Linked DNA regions of Mus musculus: region 2 is linked to region 1. The links are chromatin contacts, called in public HiCAR-type maps. All regions are on one chromosome and are shown on one strand. Each heading gives the region's core, a stretch centred on a gene start, on an enhancer-like site or on the middle of the called end of the contact. The rest is flanking DNA. Distances are from core to core; before and after follow the strand shown. Region 1 overlaps Gm35502 (a long non-coding RNA gene). Region 2 has its middle 16 kb from the start of Gm10510.

Evidence for each region. HiCAR-type assays count read pairs that join an accessible place to other places.
Region 2: a HiCAR-type map of embryonic stem cells shows a contact between it and region 1, with 4 times the contacts expected there. The contact joins two enhancer-like sites. A contact is called at or near these places in 4 of 484 Hi-C or Micro-C datasets (bone marrow-derived macrophages, cerebral cortex, hematopoietic stem and progenitor cells and 1 more) and 7 of 115 datasets of contacts at active chromatin or transcription factors (astrocytes, embryonic basal ganglia, embryonic stem cells and 2 more).

The regions. Positions count from the first base shown.
Region 1 is chr17:15,207,275-15,211,426 of GRCm38.p6, reverse strand. It overlaps Gm35502 (a long non-coding RNA gene), which reads right to left. Exons shown (of 3, transcript XR_385429.3): 3 at 1,761-4,152. Among named protein-coding and RNA genes, the nearest start is that of Gm35502, 14 kb to the right of the region's middle. Within about 2 kb of position 2,431, at least 103 of the 459 cell types and tissues checked have an H3K27ac peak or open chromatin away from gene starts, as enhancers often do. A contact at or near this core is called in embryonic stem cells, where this site is marked.
Region 2 is chr17:15,336,236-15,340,387 of GRCm38.p6, reverse strand. No RefSeq gene overlaps it. Among named protein-coding and RNA genes, the nearest start is that of Gm10510, 16 kb to the left of the region's middle. Within about 2 kb of position 2,242, at least 3 of the 459 cell types and tissues checked have an H3K27ac peak or open chromatin away from gene starts, as enhancers often do. A contact at or near this core is called in embryonic stem cells, where this site is marked.

The sequences.
Region 1 (4,152 bases), core at 1,182-3,681:
CTCTCAGAGCAAACTCTCTCTGGCTTTTACAGTCTTTCCACCACCTCTTCAGCAATGATCTCTGAGCCTTAGGTGCAGAAATTGTATTGATCTGTCTGTTGGGCCTGGGCTCCACAACTCTGCATTTGACTGTTTCTAGTTTTCTGTAATAGTCTCCGTCTGTTGCAAAGAGGAATGCATTTGATGAAGACTGAGGGCCACGCTTATCTGAGGCTATAAAGACAAATGTTTAGAACACAGTTAGCAGAGGGCTAATGAAGTCATAGCTCACGGAAGAACCTTAGATCCACTACATTACTACATTGCTAAAACCAGCACAGCCCTAATCACTGTGGTGGTTTGAATATGCTTGGCCCAGGGACTGGCACTACTTGGAGGTGTGGCCTCATTGGAGTGTGGCCTTGTGGGAGAAGCTTATCACTGTGGGCGTGGGCTTTAACATCCTTGACCTAGCTGCCTGGATGATAATGGACTGAATCTGTAAGGAGAGAGCATGGCAGCACCCAAGCAGTCATGGTTCAGGAGGAGCCGAGAGTTCAGCATCTTGTTCCAAAGGCAAACAGAAGATTGGCTTCCAGGCAGCTAGGATGAGGGTCTTAATACCCACACCCACAGTGTAACTCCCTGGGCCAAGAATTTTCAACCAGCCACCACAGTTAGATAGTCTTTGGCTTTTGGAGAGAGCTTTGTCAGCACAGAAGGGAAATTTTCATTTATTCTATACATGCTTATTTATACACTGACTAAATGTATCATCAGCATTATTGGTAGATAGCTAATAGCATGATTCCTTATGACTTTTTCTGACATCTTTGCTATTATTTTACCATCCTTTCTCTTGCTTTTCTATTTGTCTCTTTCTCTGCTTACTAAATAGAATCCCTTCATAAAATGTCTTATCTGGCTGTAGACAGAATTTCCCTTGCAAACTTATCAGCTTTCTTCCTCTCTGAATTCTACATCCTCATTAATCCTTTCTTGGCCATTTTGAAACCTGCATATTTGTATATTATTCTGTGAAGTATAACATATGATCTGACAGTTAATATTAGTAATTGCGATTAGAAGAAAAGAATCTCGCTTCCCAACAACCATGAAAAGAAGACCCGATTACTTGACAAATTGCAACCAGTGAAACTGACCTGATATCGTTCAACATTCTGATATTGTGGAAAGACATAGCATGTCTGTGTTTTTTACGTAGTGAACTCACAACTCACCCTCAGAGGTGAAGGCAATAGGCCCAAGGACAATGGAATATGGAAGTGGTTCTGTCTGAGTTAAGTTTTTCCCTTTGGGGATTTGTGGTAGCTGCTTCCTTTGGATTAGATATGACCTTTATCCTCTAGAGTCAGATCTGTGATCACTGTCATGATATGGCTATGAGATCTAGCCTACTAATGCTCCCTGGTTGAGGGGCAGAGCTCTCTAGAGGCTCAGGAGATCCTGAAGAAGGCTCTTCCTTCCTTAAAGAAGGAAACAAGTTAGCAAACAGCTAACTGGAAGGGATATGGTGATGTCCTTAAGCTGCCGAGGGGACTTCCCCCACAGTGAACTTGCCTTTGAGTCATCTTCATTTCTCAACTAACCCTGGTAAACTCACTGGTCCACAGACTAGTGGGATTATCGGCCAGCACCCCACCCCACCCTGAAAACAGATGTTTCTTTAAATCTCCTCAGAAAAAGTCTTTGGGGAAAAGGCTACTCCTTGGCCTGGGGTAAGGGGCTATTGATGCAAAACACTCAAACATTGCAAAGGGAATGAGACATAGTTTATTCTGAGACAAATATGAATGCTTGTGGCTTGCAAACACTATTTCGGGTTGCCCTAAGTGACAAGTAGAAGTTACACATATTTATGTTAGTCACAGAATAGAAAGCTGTACATTTATTCACCTTCTATTATATTGGTAAGGCACTAGGAAACCTTTGTTATCATTCCAGATGCTATCTGATCACATGTTTAGCTTCCTGTTGATGGAAGCTAACAGTTTTCTAGGTTAACACATTCCAAGTTTTTTTTTTTTTTTTTTTTCTGGTGGTCTAAAGAGTTTTAGGTCAGATATAGGGGTAGGTAAATGCCTATAAAAGAGCCAGATATATTTCTGGCTCTGGACCTGCAACATTCCAACTCTACCCAATTATGAAGTTCTTATTAAACCCCCAGAGTCCTAAACAAAGATACAACTTTTTCAGGAACTCAGTCCACAGTGGTGGTAGCTCCCTGGTCCCGAATTCCCGAATTCTGGGCAGTAGAAAAATCATGTCCTTCCTTCTGATGGACCGTCTCACAGTCTCTCAGCTACATTTCATGACTGAAACAGAGGGTTGGTTTTGACTAAGGAGTTACTAGGGATACACACTTAACTGCCCAAGCACTCCAGTGCTAATGGCATTGGGCTTGCTGCAAGGGGTTCCCCTCATCACACTGTCCCTAGCAGCCTGAGCTGCAGTGAACATGTTGGCAGGCATGAGGGACATGCACTTGGGGACATATATTTCTAAGAAATGACTGTGTGCTGAGTTGTGATGTTCCAGGATCCCTGGTAGCATGGTACATACTAGAAGATGTGTGTGCCACGCTTGCAGGGGACCAAAAATCTCGTGTTTATTACACACAAAAAGCCATGCCCCCTGACAGGTTGCAAATAAGGCTCTCTCCATTTCTGATTCTCCTGGTTGCTCCCCCTTCTGCCTGCCCCCATCCTGTTCACCGGAATCTCCCGGTGGGTGTATGGTAGCATTATCATACTATGCTCATGCGCAACACACGCACACGCACACAGGGAGATAAAAGGGAGGACGACTCTGCTATGCCATGGGGGCTTAAGAAACAGCAACAAGGGAAGCTGGCCGATCCTGGCTCATTATCCTCTGAGGACAGGGCCAGTGGGTGGTGCTGATGGAGTTAGATGGCTGCTTATATAAAGAAGTCATTTGAGAGATTTCTAGGGTAACTGGGGTGAAAAATTACAAACACCGTCTATTTAGAGCATAAACGCCTGCTGCTTAGTTACAGGCAAAGAGCGGGTCTCCAAGACGCTCCGAGGGAGAAACAAAAAGAGAAAAAAAACAAAACAAACAAGGGAGTCACGTGTCCAGCAGAAGGAGGCGGAGCCTGGCACAGCCCCAGGTCTTGGCCTTTTGTCATGCAAATGTGAGGCCGGCGCTTCCAGGTTTTCACCTGAGGCTCCTGCCCCGCTTTAACTGAGTATCCTTGGTAACTCCAGGAATGCTACTGACTTGCCTCATTAACACACCTGGCACAGCAGTCTGCTGTGACCATCTGCTCAGCACACTCTGAAATCCGTTTTAAAATATCGTAGCAGAGGGCCCCAAACATGGTGGCTCCTTGCTGGTTCCCTCACCCATGGCCTGTGTCTGCAGGGCTCTCTACTGCTGTCTCCCCCCGAACCCCCCCCCCCCCCCACTGCCATTTCTAGTCTTACTGTGCGCTTCGAATCACTAGCCAATCTTCCGCAGAGTTTCAACGTTGTTTTGCAGCGTGCAGTCTTGTACTGGGAAGCTAAAATGCTTGGAGTAACAATAAGACGCACCCACCCCCACTCCTCGACTTTGGCAAAATTACAGCCTTCGCTTATGCTGGGACCTCTGCAGGACAAAGCTGGCTCATCTCCCTGCTCACAGAGGTTTCTGTGGCCACCTGGTCACCGCAACACACTCAAGGATTAGCTTTCTTTGACTTCTCTCTGAGCTTTCGGTTGGTTGTGGTGCGTGCTCTGGACCTTCGATATTTGCCGCGTTCCTGGCCTCAGCACTATACCGCAGTTGCAGCCAAAGGAGTTTTTCCACCACATAGAAGCAGTGATGGGAAAATCCACGTGACTTGCAGGGCCCCCGAACTAAAATGAGATACAGGCCTTGTGCTGGGTTAGGACTCGGAAACCTGCGAGGGCTGGGGATCAAGCAGGTTCCTTCTGCAAGAGCCTTAGGGAAGTCAGGTGACCTTTAACCCCTTCCGAGTCAGAGGTCGTTCCCAGATCTCATCACAATAAAAATTAGAATGAGCAGGAAAGGTCACATTTCCCATTCTCAAGGACATACAGAGCCTGGGGTGATATGGGGGTGATCTCTGACCTTTGACCTTCATGCTACTTTGTGGTGGCCCCAGAACAAGACTCTTGTTCATAT
Region 2 (4,152 bases), core at 993-3,492, 130 kb before region 1:
AAGGCATTGAGAGAAACTGGCATCACTGAGAAGCTCTTTTTCTCTGCATGCCCAGTGTGTATGTGTGCTTCCTCCTCAACCTCAATAAAATAGCTTTCTTCACCTGCTGGCTCTGTCTCTGTGGTGCTACTGTTACCCTTCGGATTTTTCTGCCTTTTAATTCTTTTTTTTTTTAATTTATTTATTTATTTACTTATTTATTTATTGTATAAGAGCACACTGTAGCTGTCTTCAGACACACCAGAAGAGGGCAACAGGTCCTATTACAGATGATTGTGAGCCACCATGTGGTTTCTGGGAATAGAACTCAGGACCTTTGGAAGAACAGTCAGCGCCCTTAACCACTGAGCCATCTCTCTATTCTTTAACTGGCTGAGAAAATGAACCTGATCCAGACTCCTAGACTGTATCGCCTTGGAGGCTCGTCCAGAGTTCCCTTTGAGGGCTCCAGACTCATCAAGGTGAGAAATCAGGCCAAACCTAAAACAACAGGAAGACATGGCTACTTCTGCAGGCATCCTTCTCCCATCCTAGAACTGGGCTGGTAAACTGATTTTCTTCTAACAAGGAAGGTACACTCAGACCTGCTAACTCTGTCTCTGAATCCTAGGAAGCCAGTTAAAATGTTTGGAGGCCAGCATTGTCTTAGTTACAGTTTTACTGCTGTGAACAGACACCAGGACCAAGGCAACTCTTAGAAGGACAACATTTAATTGGGGTTGGCTTACAGGTTCAGAGGTTCAGTCCATTATCATCAAGGTGGGAGCATGGCAGTGTCCAGGCAGACATGGTGCAGGAGGAGCTGAGAGTTCTACATCTTCATCTGAAGGCTCTTAGCAGAATACTGGCTTCCAGTCAGCTAGGATGAGGATATTAAAGCCCACATCACAGTGGCACACCCACTCCAACAAGGCCACACCTTCTAATAGTGCCACTCCCTGGGCCAAGCATATACAAACCAGCACAAGAGCTCTGTAAACAGCTAACCCCATACTATTAACCTAAGCTTGACAGCATCACCTCACTCTGGGTGCAACTTGATCAGGTGCCTGAAGGAGAGACATCTTTAAGGAAATTTTAAAAGTTACCTCTCTACCTGGAGACAGACAGACCTGTTTCCTGTGTCTTCTACAACACAGGAAGTAAGAAAGGCCAACTATTGCTTAAAACTAAAATCGATTACATTTCCTCTCTCCCTCCCTCTCCCTCTCCATCCCCACCCCCTCCCGCTTGCCCTCTGTTTTCCAAGAGACTTCAACCTGATTATATAGTTCCTCTGAGCTGAGACTGAAATTCCTTCAGCTGGTTTCTTTATTTTGCTAACTGGGGCCTGCTATAGATGCTTTTTTCTCCTTTATCCACGGATAACTAACTAACGTGTCTGTTTAAAGAAAAGAATATAGCCCATATTTCATCGGTGGAATAGGTGAACCCCACAGGGACTCATGTCTGATCTGAGCTGGGGCATAAAAGCAGCCGTGTTGCTTGCTGCCATCTTGGCTGGTGACTTTGTTAAGATGGAGGCAGCCATGTTACTTTGCCACCATCTTGGTTAATGTGAATCACATGACACAAAGCAAAATGGCAGCACCCATAATTCTACTAGGCTCTCTGGTTATAGCTACATCTTTTCTTTTCTTTATTAGATTGAGACATCACTAGATCTCCCAGATTTTTTATTATTATTATTTTCCTTAATGCTCTGTTTTGTTTTAATTTGAGCCTTTCAGTTAGGGTAGCAAGGATTAACAACAACAGTAACAACAACAATAACAATATAGCCTAATATTCTCTTCTGAGTTCTTCAAATGTCCTTTTGTTCTACTTTGTTTCTTGTGGTTATTATCCTAGATTAAAAGGACTAAAACCCAATTTACGTATTTTAATTTGTTAAAAAAATACCCTCCTAATTTATATAATATTATTTAAATTTTAAAAAGTTTGGAGTGGTTAAAATATTTAATTCCTATCTGAAATAATTATATATTTATAATTTACAAAATGGACAAGGGATCACAGAGACCCTAAGGCAGAGTGGCTGATACTCTTTTGCTCAGGTTACTATTTGAGATACTGAGGTCCTACTGTCCTGCTGCAGACTGTAAGGGCTGCTCAAGTTTACCACAAGAAAGCAGTTCATTATTTAGATCTGGGGATAGGGGGGTGGGCTCTATCTCTCAGAATCTACAGCCTCTTGACCTTGACCCCTCTGTCCTAGAGAGGGGGTTAGGAATCAACTAGCAAGCTCTCCACCCCAGTCTGACCTGAGGAGAAGATTTGGAGGGAGCTCAGGTTTGCCTTTCAATGACACACCAGGGATGCAAGTGAAAACTGGTGGGGACTGGAATTACAGGCACAGGGAAGAGCAAACCAGTCCTGGGGTGTTTGGGTTTTGCCAACCACCCCTTGGGGCTTGGAGTCACTCCCTCCAGATGCTGGGTTGAGAGCCTAGAGGAGGATTAGATGAACCCGTCAGTCACTCCCAATCTTGTTTTCGCTTTACAGATTCTTTCAAGTTCCTCCCTGGCTCATCTCCTGGACAACTGGAGCAAGTTAGACCCTCCAGTGCTTAGGAAGAGAGGGTTAATCTCTGTCTCAACCCCATCATAAATATCTTCTAGGAGAAAAGGTGACCCCTCGGAGAAACTCTTAATTATAAATACCACCCTCCAATTAGAGTTATTCTGTAAATGAGAGTAAGGCCCCATGCCTAATTTTTCTTTTTACTGTGGGATCATCCAAATCCTACTAACTGCTTACCAGCTGTAGTAGCTTTTGGTGTGTTGATCCAAATTTATTTTAAAGGTGTTTGATTTCTGCTCAGGCATCACTTAACCATTATAGATTAAGTAAAAAGCAATAAGGTGGTGCAGCTGACCCTCTGGGTGACCAATAACCATATTTGGAGGCTTTTGCTGATATGGTCAGAGGAATTAAAGGGGAGACTATTTCCCCCTTGTCCCAGAGAACTGTGGGGCATCTCTGAATGTCCTGTAAACTGTGGGAAGTCACCTGTTCTCTTGTTCAGGGAGGCCATGGTGACAACACTGAGTGTGCTCTAATCAGTCTTCAATGTGTATTCCTCAATAAAAAGGAATTTCTCCACACTTCCAAATACAGTAGTAATCGAGCAAAACTTTGATTTGTCTTCAAATCAAGATGGGTTAAGTGGAAAAAGAAGCTGCAGGAGTCAGAGAAGTTCCTCCCAAGTCCACATTACCTCCAAGGCCCAGATCACCAACTATCCTTGACAGCAAAAAAATAAAATTAAATTAAAAAGTTATTAATTTTGACACCTACATGGTCTTCAATGCCCCAAAGGAAAGTGTAACCTTGATTAATATAGGTAACATCATTGTTTCTTTAACAGTCCTCAGAGGTTGTGATGAACCAGATGATATGTGACTTGAACAACTATTTGCCACTAATCTCTTTTCCAGATAACACTGTTTCTAGAAGAGCTTTGCTTACAACTGGGCCGTAACACGATGACCTATGTACTAACCAATCATGTTCCCCAATTAAAGGAGACTGCCAGATACCCTGTTGTCTGACTTATATAATGTCAGTGTATAGGTGTGACTTCAACAAATGAAACATTGTTTTTATTTGGTTTTGCCTCATGTTGTCTACCTCCATGGACATTACAGCTGGTACAGGGCAGAGGCATCTTCTAATGGGAAGATATTGCCAATAGGCCTTCTAGGAGGTCCTGATAAAATGTTTCTGGTTACAAAATGGTGCTTTACTTTATTAAACAAAATGCCATGATATCAAAACATTTTCCTCATTAACTTTGTCTCTTAATGTTCCCCTCGAGGTTATAAGAGAAGAAACCCAATGGCTAGCTTCTAAACTTAAATTGGCAGAAAAAAAGGCCCCTTAAACTCTTAAATCAGACTAATGGCCTATTCCATGATGTAGACCTTATGGTAGACAACAGCAACAAAGAGACTGTCGGGCTCATAGATAACTATGACAAAGTCTTATGCGGTATAGAGGACACTCCACTTATATGACAAGCTTCAGAGATACTCAGCCATCGGATGTTAGACCTAATGGATGTCTACTGATCTGACTGATCACCATTTCTTAAGTTTTATCATGGACCCATAGATAGATCTTCCTCTGAGGCATGTAAACTGCTGCCCC